Regions from separate parts of the Anas platyrhynchos genome. Here region 2 is linked to region 1. Evidence: chromatin contacts called from public Hi-C data. All regions are on one chromosome and are shown on one strand. Each heading gives the region's core, a stretch centred on a gene start, on an enhancer-like site or on the middle of the called end of the contact. The rest is flanking DNA. Distances are from core to core; before and after follow the strand shown. Region 1 has its middle 27 kb from the start of NRIP1. Region 2 has its middle 87 kb from the start of NRIP1.

Evidence for each region. Hi-C and Micro-C count contacts between places; a contact is called where the count stands out from the background.
Region 2: a Hi-C map of liver shows a contact between it and region 1, with 1.5 times the contacts expected there. The contact joins two enhancer-like sites. A contact is called at or near these places in 2 of 8 Hi-C or Micro-C datasets (liver and skeletal muscle).

Annotation. Positions count from the first base shown.
Region 1 is chr1:103,549,641-103,556,671 of IASCAAS_PekinDuck_T2T, reverse strand. It overlaps a transcript of NRIP1 not described here. Among named protein-coding and RNA genes, the nearest start is that of NRIP1, 27 kb to the right of the region's middle. Within about 2 kb of position 4,996, at least 2 of the 8 cell types and tissues checked have an H3K27ac peak or open chromatin away from gene starts, as enhancers often do.
Region 2 is chr1:103,609,232-103,615,545 of IASCAAS_PekinDuck_T2T, reverse strand. No RefSeq gene overlaps it. Among named protein-coding and RNA genes, the nearest start is that of NRIP1, 87 kb to the right of the region's middle. Within about 2 kb of position 2,050, at least 2 of the 8 cell types and tissues checked have an H3K27ac peak or open chromatin away from gene starts, as enhancers often do.

The DNA of each region.
Region 1 (7,031 bases), core at 3,747-6,246:
TTATTATTCAGAGCTCCTTATTGAATCCCCTACCCTGCCCTGGCTCTGAGTATGCCTACAGGCAAGTGTCCTTCTGTGTGTGGGAACTCATGGTCAAGCAGCCTTAGTTCTTGAGAACTAAGGGGTCCCAGTAACTAAAACACTCCATTTGTCAAAGCTTTAATCATGTAGGTTTTCCAATTTACAAGACATAGGATTACATAAGGATACAAAATACAGCTCCTTGCTACTTCTGAGTATCCTTAAGTAATATTAAGATTTTTCTACTATATGTGGGATCTCTCTCTTGTACAAGGCTTCTCACCATGAGCTGTCTTCTGCAGACAGAATCTTTTTGCTTTAATTTCTCCCCATTCTGTGCACACTTGTCATTGAGGGATACGTCCTGCCTCAGCTAGTATATATTGCCTGCTTTCTTACAGTGAATCTTGGCCTTCATCTATTGTTTATTTTATTTTGCCTCTAAATCCACTGGACTGCCCAGCTAGTCTAAATTCAATCTATTCTTGTGAGTGTGTTCCCTCAGTCTGAATAACAAAAGCATCAGTTTATTATGAAGAATAAAAAGAGGACTTAAACTCTCTTAGTTCATTAACTGTAAGTAGATTCCTCAAAATTTCAAGAATTGGGGTGTTCTGTCTGTTTTGTGGGGTTTTGTGCATGAATGTGTGTGAGTTGTATTTTAATTAAAAATATGTGGATGTTTGCCTCACAAAGAAAAAGGCACTCCTCTAACAGTCTGTTTTATATTTTGAATTCTTGCTTCAAACCATAGGAATCCTATAGAATTTCAGAATGAAATCATGAAATATTTTGCTTAGCAGTATATTATAATTGCATTCTTTAAAAGCCTTAGCTGTTTTGTCAGAAGTTAATGCACTAAAGCTAGGATTTTGGTTTATTGGAGATAAAACAAGGAATCCTTCACTGTTCATATTATACAACTTCCACCTCCACATCATAAAATGTATCTGTGTCTGTGGAATGGCAAAACCTGGGCTGTTCTCTCATATTTGAAGGCTTTTTTGGAATGCATCATTTTGCCCTCAGTAGAGGTTCTGTTTGCCAAAAATACAGGGGTAAAGAGCCACTCAGCACTCACTTTGTGAAAGAGGCATGGAGAGAGCTACTTCTGTGTCCTGGACTGGGACACAAAGCAAAGACTGGCTGACACCTTTGAGAAACAAGAGAGTGTTTCCACATCTCTATCTCCTTTGCATAATCTGTGATATCTGAATTAAGTTTCATGACATATTAACACTTTGATGTTGAGTTAATATGCTGCGTTGTATAATACATTATGTATGACTTGGGCATCAATTGTGCTGGAGCTTCAGCAGCGACAGACTTGAAAATGTCTCTTTCAGTGACAGAAATCTTAAATAATACTGAAACCAAATTCAGTTGGCATCATTTTACTTTGCATTCCTTATCCCATTACAGTGTCACTTATTCGTGAAGCCACTCATGTTCAAGCCATCTAGCATCCTCTTCTCTCCTCCTTGTACTTGTCAGAAGGTCCCCGCTCCAAATCTTTCATATTACAAATATTCCCATGGTGCTGCATGGTAATTTTAGTTTGTAAAATCAGAAGTGTTAGGATTCTGTTAGCTTTGCTGAGTCTGAGCACTATGATGTGAAAAAGAACAATGATGAACATCAATACTTACAATAATGATGTGCTGCAAAGAAGAGTTAGAAACAAAAAGAATAAAATAAACCCCACCATGTTTTTATTTTTCATCTTCTATATTCATATTTTGTGCTTCCAAATACAGCTAAGATATAACTTATTTTATCTGAAGTTGTTTTGTAAACTATATATTGGTCTGATATTGGATACAGTATGTATATATAGGCAAATATTCAGTCAGAGATTTATTGGTCTTAATATAACTCATCTTAAGCCTGATTACTTTATTTCAAAATTAGAATCTCAGAACATATTAATTATGGATGTATCCCCAGACAACATAGTTGTCTACAGGGGATTTCTGCCCTTAACTCTGATTAGTGTTAATAGGAGCCATCCATATAAACTCCTAGAGGACCAGAAAGAAAAATAATTTTCTGCTAGCTATATTTTTATTTTAGAGTGTCGAACAATAATGAAATGTTCTGAGAGTGATTTGGTAGAGGGCTTGAGGATGCTAGACTGAAACCTTTCCTATCTGTGGTGGATTCTGGCTCTGATAAATGTCTTACAACACTCTACACAACTTCGTATATTTTTAAAATTCATATATGTGACACTCTTTTTTTTGTTTTCTTCTTCTATTTATTTATTTTAATCTTAATTAAGATGTTAGGATTTTTTTTTTTCCTTTTTATGGAAGCACTGGGCTGAGGACTGCTAGTATAATATAAATTATGTCTACGTGACCTGGTGTTGTATGCACTGATTATCCACTTGTCATGATTCTCCCATCTCAAATTACTCAGGAAAAAGATCATCTACTTTGGAATTAGCAACAGGCACAATTTTTGGAGAGAGAGGTTGCTTGTGCTTCAAGTTAAATAAAGATTATTGGGCTTGTGTTGACTGAAACTTCTGGGATCTAGTGTAAGCTAAGCATACAGCGAATAAAGTATTTTCTTACTCATGGAGAATTTACTGCATCTTTTGACAATTCATCTTAGTTGCTAATTATACTTAAAACACTGCTTTTTATCTCTAGATTGAACTTGCAAATATTGGATTGTGTTGCATGTCTGCCCACTAATTTGCAGTCTTCCAAAATATCTTCTCGTCTAGTCTCTTAAAGATTATAATCTTCTCTTTGAAGCAAAATACATTTAGTTCAATGCCTCATTGGAAAGAGTCTTCTCTTTTTCCAGAGCTAAATCATTCTTGTTGCTCTTCTCTGCACTCTTTCCAAGTTTGTTTACTTCTTTACCTTTAATTAAAATAAATAAATATTGTGGTTTACCAGAGGCCTGCCTGCTTTTTTCACAGGGTTGTTATGATTTGCTTGACTTCATTCAAATTCATGTCTTTGACTGTCCCCAGCCAAGCAAATGGCACAGATCTTTGTGCCTGCCCTCATAAACAAGCGCCCAATGCCCTTGATGAAGGGATGCAAAGAGCAGAAAGATGTTATCCAGAATCAACCCAAGAGCTTAATTGTTTATCACCATTCAGAACCTGTATCCAGAAATGAAGTAGGATCTATTCCAAATGATATTCATATCATTTGGAATATTCTTAGCAACAGATAAATCTCATGATCATCATGGTAGACCCATGTGACGGGAGGGCAATGTTCCAGAGGTGAGGTGAATGGGGGCACCTTAAAGAGAAAAGATCACGGCTTACTGGTCTGAAACAGCAAAATAATAAGGCATAACATTCTTGTAGTTATGCCAGCTGCTTTGCAGCCATAGAAGGGCTGACAGTACTGTTACTGAGGACAGTATCAACACAAGAAAAGAAATTCTGTCAGTCTGCTCTCTGCAGAGTATGCAAATCAAACTCTAGGATTAGATGAGTGAGGTGCTTTCAAAGTGGTGAACTGAAGTTTGTGAGTAAACAAAGAAACCTAAATATGCAGTATTGGGCTTTTCTCAGGAAAGCTCAGGAACAGCCCAATAGCACCACTTGTGAGACCTGGCAGGTCAGATTCATGAAATAGAATGGCTCAAAACCTCTTGACCCAATTTATTCTCTTCTCTTCTGTCTTAAACAGTAGTTGAAAGTTTCTTCTTTTTTTATTTTTTTCCTTAATAATTCTGTTAACAAGAAGAAAGAATAGCTGGGTGAGGTGGGGAGTTCTCTCCTCTCATATGGAAGAGAAAAACGGGGGAAGAAAAACTGACCACAGAAGCATGGAAAAAAATCATGTTGAAGAGATGGTTGTGATGAAAAATAGGAGTAGTGTAACTGTGATCTCTCTGTCTATAGACAATTTCTTTCAAACAGGCTGTGACAAATATTTGTGGTTGCTGTAGCCAAAGGTGATATACTTTAGTGTTTGTTTTATTCTAGTTGTATTTGAAGAATTGCTCAGGAAACCTTTACTTTCTTAATCTTTTTTTGCTGTGTTGTTAGGACAAAAAAAGATGCAGTGTTGTATTGACAGTATCTTCTAGTACATTTCTGTTCCTAGGTGTTGTTTCAAGAAATTCATATGTATGTCTTCAGCTTTTACTTGTGGCACAAAAATGGTTTAAGCATCTTCTTTGGCCCCTTGGTCCTCATTTCCGTTTCTGTTCCTGTTCAAAGTTTTATTTCAGTGAAGGCTAACAAACAGATGGCATACAGGTGAATCTGGCTGGGCCTTGAATGTCTTTTCTGTGGATGTGCTGTGCTGTGCATGTTAGCATACATTACGGTGAAATACACAAAAGCTAAGCACAGCACCTCTCCAAAGTAAAAGCAATAGCAAAAATCTGTACAAATATAAAACAGCTTCAACAGGCATCTGAGATCTCATAATAATTTAGTAAAGTAACACTAGTAAGTGTGAGTGGGCGGACGCTTTCTTGACATAATTTCATTTTTTATCTGATTTCTAAAATCAGGATGTTGCTGCAGGCAGAATTACTGGGGGTATCATCTGAAGATGCGATCTCTGTGAAGGCAAGCCCCAGAATATTGCCTACTTTCCCTAATTAACTCTGGTTATTACAACTGAGTCACTCAGAAGAGCATGAACAACAAATATCCGTGGTGTTCAGAAGGTGCACAAAGTCTAACCTCTGTTGTCTGCACTTCTTAATATTTAATGTAATCCTATCAAGTTGGGTGGTGGGCTTTTGGCAGGAAGGGTGGGAGGCACCCCATGCCATGCTTTAAAGCCTCACTAACAAAGAACTTTACTTAAGGAGGAGATGTTAATAAGTAATGAAACAAAGGCTCTGTTATAGAGATTAAATGTGCATGTGTCCGAGTACAAAGTTCGTGTGGCAAAGAGCAGCTGTTGCTCTGCTCGCAGCCCTGCCACAGCCTCCGAACCCTGGGTTCAAAGTCTGCCTGCTTTCCTGTCACAGGGCTGGCCAGGGCAAGGGCTGGCCGAAGTTCAAAGTTCAGTGTCTGAAGGGTTGCTGGCTCTGTCTGCTCTGCTATCTGGCACTGTTTGGATGAGCAATAGTTGTTTTAAGATTATAAGTACAAACAACAAAAACTTCCCACTCTGTTTTCAGATGTGTCACATTTCATTAAAGAAGGAACATTTGGGGAAGGATTCATTCAATTGTTTAGAAATAATGTGCTGTATAATAGTCTACCCTAAACAAAACCCACTGAAGGAGCACTATTAAAATGAGATGCACACAGGAAATAGTGCCTGTTTTCATTCTCCTTCCTCCTGCAATTTATTTAAATGAAGGAAAATGAAGCAAAAGAACTAATTTTCTGTACACAAAGAGGTAAAGCTGAACTCTAAAAAAAATAATAAAAAATTAATTCATGTGTTTTCTTTGTGTCATGGTAACTGTGTTGTACACTGTGATGGTGAAGAGAACTTAATATCTCTGGATATCCTGCTTTCAAATCCTCCTTTTTTTTCTCCTCCATCAAAGGCTTTTTATGAAACTAGCCCCAACTTTCTTATTCAAAAGGGCTGGATATGCCTCTGTGCAAAACCTGCCTTTGCAGCTTTTTTTGATTAGTTGTGGTATTATCAAAGGTTCCTCTACCCAAGTAGGGATCCTGAGTGAGAATGGAAACCTCAGCACTGATGCCTGAGGGCAAAGGCTGATACAAATACCCTTGGAGGAATTTATATCAGGCAATGCTGTAGCAGTATTGCAGATGGAGAAAAGTTTCCTATCTGCTGCCATATCCTTTCTCTAGCAAAGAATGGGAAACTACGGGTGGTAAACCATCTCATCAGTGCTCAGCACCTGCAGAGTGTCACAGGTCTGAGAAGACTGCTGTCATCTCACTGCCCTGAAAGGAATATGGAAGCTCAGAAAGCTTTCTCAGACAGCAGAGGCTATCCCTGTTCATATCAATCATAGCTTCTCTTTCTCTGGATTCAGTAAGTGTAACCATTGAGAGCTACAATTAAAGCAGGACACAAGGAATGATGATAGCAGCCAAAAACATCATTTCTGGGCCAAAATGTGCTTATATACAATGATTTTTTTTTTTTTCTTCCCTCGTTCAGGTGCCCATCAAACACCAGAGGAGCCTTCCCTGATGAGTTGCTCCTACCCTTTGATTATCACCCCAGATCTAACCTTCTACCTCTGAGCAATTTACTTGAGAGGCTAATCAAAGACAAAATGTCATCTGGTGATTAGGAGCCCATGGAGATACAGCTAACACTCCAGACTGTGTGTTGTAAGGTTTCATATGGGCATATGAGCTTAGTGGTGATGAGATAGTACCTCCTTTTCTCCAATTTTTGGCGGTAGTATGATGGCTGAGCCCTTTCTGGGAGGATGTGTGGAAAGAGAAATAACAGGAGCTGAACCTCTGCAGTCAAATTCCTGTCCTGGGCTGATAAACTCAGTAGTATTCTTTTTCTTTTTCTTTTTTTTTTTTTTTTTAATTTTTTTTTCCTTCCTATTATTTTCCTGTCTCCGTACAACCAGTATAGTGATAAAATTAAATCACTGAGACTACTAGTAAGTAGTGACTCTGGTGGTGCATATCCATAATTAGTTTGGTCTGCAGTGATGCAAACCCGTGACATAGCAGCACCTGTAAATAAGAATTTCTGTGGCTTCTACTGCCAAAGTTGCACTCTAGTCTGTCACATCTTTGGCATCGCTTTGCTAGACTTATTATATCTGGCCTTGAAATCTCTGTTTCCTAAGAAACTCTGACTAGAGTCATTACTCTTTCCAGTACAGTAGGCCACTGAAAACACACGTAAGGTGAGGAGAAGATGATGAAATTAACAGGTATAAAACATGTATATTGCTCGCTGCACATGTAGAAGTCTTTTGGATGACATAGTTCTGCTAGATGGTAACTGCAGATTAGAGCCTTGGCTTGCTTCCTCCAAAAATTTGGCCCTGTCAGGCTATTACCTACTGTGAAGTGGGTTTCTTTCATTCCTTTCTCTTGGCATTGGCCACCT
Region 2 (6,314 bases), core at 801-3,300, 62 kb before region 1:
ATTAGCCTCAGAATGTTAAATGGACTGTCTGTGTAATGATGGGTAATTTTGGGGGGCTTAAATTGCACTATGAGAAGACCTGTCTTGAATAATAAGTATTGGGCTATATTATAAAGGACAGTATTCTAGGCTTCTCCTAAATGCTAATTCTATTACACATTAACATTTCCTTTGCTGTAAAATGGCAAAAGGCAAGCCAGCAAGATTTAAAAATTTTGCAAAGTGCATTTTCACTTATAGACTGCTCCTAAGAGCAAGCTGTTTCCTGAAATCATCCCTTAAATAAGCATACACTTAAGGTGGTCATCATTATATAGTCAGCATCATCTAACAGCTGTTCCACAGCCCTTGTCGCTGTCAAATATGGGGTATCTATTGTGATCTATGGAGTAATTCAACATGCTTTATAATTTTTACAGTATTTGTAAAAAAAACATTTCTTAGCCCTGAGTTCATCACCACTTGCTCCAAGTATGGAGTGTCAGTCTCACAGTGTAGGGGTATTCCTAGAGGCAGTTCATAAAACCTGGTGTCTTGTATGCTCTTTGTAGCTGCACGATTACTGCCGAATCTCTGAAAGCCCTTTTTATTTTAATATCTGTTCGATCCACGCACAATTTAAACTTAAATACAAATATAAATATTAACATTTATATCTGTATCTATACATATCTGTATCTATATCTATCTATATACACATCTACATCTGTGTTGTATACATATGACCAAAGCTGAAGACTGTGTGAAGGAGTAAATGCAGTCCTGCCATGATATTGTTATGTAGGTTATTATTTTATTAGGGTAAATTGGTGGGTTTTGTTTTGTTTTGTTTTGTTTTTACATTTCCTGACCTAGGACATGATCTTTGTTTTCTTCATTTTTATTAATCCTTAAGTTCCTAGCTTCAGATAACATTAGATAGCTTAGATAACATTATCATTTTCCATCTCTCTATTTATCCCAGTTCCTGGGTACCTTTCCGTGTGTCCATTTGACCTCCATACTGCTGCTTGGATACAAGCAGGTGGTTATCTTGCATGGGATTTATTATTAGACACCATCCTGCGAGGTGCCACCTTGATGGGTGTCTCCAGTTACCTCACGGATATCACCCCTCAGTCCACCACCATCACCATCATAACCTCTGGCATCAGCTCATCACTTGCTCCAGCAGGTATTGGTGTTGCTCTTTTTGGCAAATCAGGGTGTCAGCACATCACTGTAGGAGCTGGTGAATCCACACATTGGCCCCTTTCATTAAGGAGTCTGAATCGCCCTTTAGGCAACCCTTTTTGGTTCCTCTCCAAGGTTGCTGGAGCTTACATAACCCACCTCTTAGGTCTATCTCCAGAACCACTTAGTTAATGATAGATTACCTTTCTCTTTTATCTTCTTTAACCACTGTACAAACAGAGCTCCTATTAAGTGATTACTTTTATATATTCACTATATGGATTTTTAAGTTCAGTGGTCTCCATAATACCCCACTCCAGTAGATTCCAGCTCAGCAAGTCTGCTAGCATCTCAGAAGTCACATACACCATGAACACACATGCGCTCCTGCTCTCCATGTTTTTAAATCCATGACATACTCCAGGATCCAAATTATGACACTGTTGCTTTGCATTTCTCTGATGCAGAGATTACGGAAAACTGCTGTAACTGAATGTCTGAAAAAAAAATCCCTGTAAGGATTAAATACAGTTCAGAGCTGTCTGCATTTTTTCAGTCCTCATTAGTCAAACTACTTGACTACTCTGGAGAACAGAAGAAGGCACAGAAGTTGAACAACAGCCTTTTACTCCAATCCATGTCAGAATTTAGACATATCCCAGGGATCTGGGCCCACATTTCTGAGGCAGGTTATTTGGCTGAGACCAGACTGACTTTTCCCAGCTAGCTGACTCCCACAACTGAGATCTTAGAAGATAGAAATCAGTTTAGTTCACATTAAAAGGGCACCTTTCTCTAAGTACTATTCTCAGACAACCTCCTGCTTCTCTTAGGCTGGCAACCAACCACCAGCATATTAGAGAATGCATTTACTATTTGATGAAGTACAGATGTTAAAAAGCTAAGCTGGATACAAGGTTCATGACAGAGAGCAGTCCTTCACTGCAGAGAGAAATGTGCAGCCATGGAAAAAGAGTGCCTGCAACATACTGCTGAAAGACTACTGTTTGAGATACTGTGCTTTTTAATAGGCCAAGTATTTTTTCAGATGTACGTGGTACTATGCTGATTATATGGTCGTTTCTCCAGCAACACTGTAGTTAGCTATGTATTCTCTTCTGGCACGTGATTTACTTGATGTTCCTGAACCTAATGTGTTTTGGCGGCAGGAATGATAATAGCAGACAATTGTTTGTCCCCAGTCACTAAATTTTGTTACAAAGTCAAAATAAGCCTGTCTGCTTGACTAGTCTCATGTGTAACGAAATCAAAATAAGCCTTCACAAAGAATCATTTTCAAGCATCATTTTAGTTTTTGTCTTAGGCTTGGAAATGCCTTTTCTGCTTTCTGATATGTCAGATATCATAATGAAAAATAAATAACCAAGGGAAACACACACAGATATTCTCTGTGTGGTTGGTGATGGAGAAAAAAAAATCTTCCACTACTTTGCCTCCTTTCTAGTCTGTTTCTTCCTATGCTTGCAATAGTGTCTTCTTCATAGCATATACATGAAACACTAATGTTAATTTAATGCTGTACCTTCTGCAGCATTTTGGAGCCCAGGACCCCCACTGTGCTAAATATTGTGCAGACAGAACAAAGTCAGCCCTGGCTCTGAGGACAGCCCATCCCACTTTCCACCTCCCATGGCCACAGGAGACTAACATTGTAAATGTTGATGCATTCAACACATCTGCCATGCATGCAGATCATAGAGACAATGACATTGGGTGAGACATTAGGGGTTTTGCAGAATTGCCTACTGGTTGCTAAATACATCATTCAAGTGTAACTGGTTTTCGAAAGGTTTGAAGCTCATGTTTGCCACAGGAGGCCCATGTGAATTCTGCTTTGCAGGAAAGAGAGAAACATGCAAAAGGAGAAGGACTTCTTAGGTCAAATATTTAAAAGTCTCCCAGTCGCTTTAGAACTCACAGCCTTAATTTCAAAAACAAATTGGAATTGGATTTAAAGGACCTAAGAACTTATGACATTTTTGCAAAGAGGACTAGTTTCCATTTCACTTCTCAAAATATTACCCCTTCTGTTTAAAAAATATGCTGCCACGAACAGACCCACTACTCTCACTACAGAACAGAAAGAAAATAGCTGTAATTAACAGATTAGCCCAGCACAGTGCCTAACTTTATCAGGACTGGAGAGAAAAAAAGTCTCTCTTACACTCTTACAACGTGACCTCTTTTGTTTTTCTTCCTTTTTTTTTTCCTCTTTTTCCTTCCTTCCTTCCTTCCTTCCTTCCTTCCTTCCTTCCTTCCTTCCTTCCTTCCTTCCTTCCTTCCTTCCTTCCTTCCTTCCTTCCTTCCTTCCTTCCTTTTGCATAAAAGCAAACCTGTTTGTGCTAGAAATAGCCATAGGCATTTGTCTCATTAATTTTTTGTTTGAATTACTATTTTTTTCTAATCAAAATAAGTTGTTATTTCTAAGTTACCCCCCAAAAAACAAACAAACAAACAAACAAACAAAAAATGATTGAAGTTCAGTCCTAAAACAAAGCATACTTTCTATCTTTTAAAGTAGGGATCATAGTTAATGGTTGTTATTTCCTTTTTCTATGAAGTTATTTGCGAATTAAAACTATTCGGAAAATATTTTTTTCCTATATGAAATGAAATATTATGTCCCTTAAAAATAGTAGTAACAGTGTGAGTTAATACATTGTAGAAAGATAAATAAAACTTCTCTCTTCCTTAAAATTTTTTGCTCTTGACCTATAAGGTTAAGATAATGATTCCTAATACATTTAGCTTTTCAAGGGAAAAACCTGTTGACTGTGGCACAGGAAGAGCTTAAAAGCAGTTTCAAATAATGAATGATCTAGTATCCTTGTTGAAAATCCCTCAGAAAATCTTTTACTTGCCAGCCTGTAACTTCAAGGTCTGTTCCTGAAGCTGGCCTTCATACCTAGCTGATGCTGGGTTTGCACTCCTATTGTATGGTGCTCCCCTGTTTTGTAGGTGTTCAGGCAGATTCCTAGCATCTCTATAACACCCTTGAGTTGCTGCATATGTTTTTCTAAATTGTCTGCTGGTTCATTAAAATGCAGGGAAAATTTCTATACTTTTAATAAGTCAGTAGAGCCAGCTGCAGGGACATGATTTTGCTTGGATGGGGTAGAACCGTTGGGACTCAAAGATCAAGACCTTTAACCAGTGAAAATCAACATGACTTTGCTGATTTCTTGTAGCTGAGGAATTCATTTCTACAAATGCTCAATGCCATACAGTTCTGAAGGGCCAGAAACAGCTTGTTTCTTATTTGATAGCTTTCACGCTGTTTTCCACTGATATACACCATGGCTACACCCTGCACAATGGAATCAATACGTGTTTTCCCACCAGTTTCAACTCTTCCACATACAGTAAAAATTTGCAGCCAAGGAAAAATGCTGTGGCTTGTGAAGTAAATTATGTGTTCTTTATTCTTAGCTGGTAGAAATTTGGCATAGCTCCCTTGTATTAATGTAAAGTCGACATGCATCAGATGTATATCTGCCTCTGGAAGTTGATTTATCATTGGTCCCTCAGTGTAGGTCAGAAACTATCACATGTGTACATAATTGCATGTGCAGAACAATCAACATATAAAGATAAAAGTGTTTTAAAGAACACTGAAAGTATGTTTAAAAAGCCACAAAACCATTCCCAGATATTTTTACAGAGCATACGACAAATTTCTCATACATTAACCACCTGTGAAGGCTACACTAGTTCCCTTCAATTAGAAAGGCTACCACTTGGTCTTTGTCTTTACAGCCAAGGATTTCAAGGACATAGCTTGTTGCTTAATTCACTTGATCCTATTGGCTAGCTGTCAACAAAAGTGACAATCCCGTACTTGTAACGTCATAAACTTCCAAGTAGTTGTAAACTGAGGACCATGACTTTGACTTAAGGGCAGGAGCAGATGGCTTGGGCACTTACGATGTTGTTTTCAGGAAGTGAGACCTTGCAGTCATAATAATAAAAAGTTACTTCATTGAGAAAGAAGGCAAGAAATCATCATGCTGAAGTGCCCCTACTGTTTCCCCAAGTCTTCCTGAAAAATATAATTGATTTCTAAGCTTTGTGTAAGACTGCATATTTATTGCACTGAATGAAATATGGATTGCATGAATTCTGTTGGTGTGACTTTCAACCCACTCGAATATTATGAGTTTGACAGTTTGACTCTAGCTCTGTTTATTTCCCACTTGAGAGACTGGAAAGGAACAGATGGGGATGTGCGAACAAAGAGGGAGGGGATGAGAGTGCAGCAGCTTGAGCCGCGGGCCTGTGTCAGCGCACCTCCCTGCAGCTAGGCAGGGGTGGCGACCGCGATCTAGAAGCAGTTTTCCAGGCATTATTAAAGCTGCAGAAGTAGATGTAACTCTCCAGGCTGGCGTTAGGCAGCCCCAGAAGGTAAGGGAAGGTCTGCCGAGTATGTGCTGTGCCAAATTTAGAGCTGGAAGGGAAAAGGTGTCAGAGGTCAGCTTTACAGGTCTTGCAGGACGTTGGCTGTCTTGACTGATCATCAGTGCCATCGGGCATGTCCTCACATTAGTGCTGAGTTAATAGATAACCAGCTGCATCATCACAATATTTACTCCACCAGCTTGAACACTATTTTCCCTTTTAATAGTGTCTGTATTTTTTAAATGTTTTGTGTATTTTCAAGTCTTTTGTCTACTTACCACATTTTGTGTCCTTATTACATATACTGCTTAGTCATATATTTACTGAAAATTAATGAAGAAGAACACTTGGCACTTTCCAGAGTTAAAATACTTTGCAAACATTAACTAATTAATAATGTATCCCTTATTTTCAGGCATGCTAGCATGCCTGAATGCTGAGTGAAATTCTGCTAAATCATTGCCTTCCTGCATGTCCCCTGCTCCTTTGCTGCCCCACTACATGGTTCAGGAGGCCAATCATTTGAGCTCGGTTATAGACAGTGAGCTGATTCAAACTTCTGATAAGCACATGATTTCCGAAATGCCTCTATAATCCACCCCAGGCTTCTAAACAAAGCTCAATGTGACACACAGCTGTGTCTGAACCCATGAGGTACGATCTTAAAATAACCGGAATGTCTTTTATCTGACGAAGCACAACCCCCGCTTTAGGTAGGCCTGGCC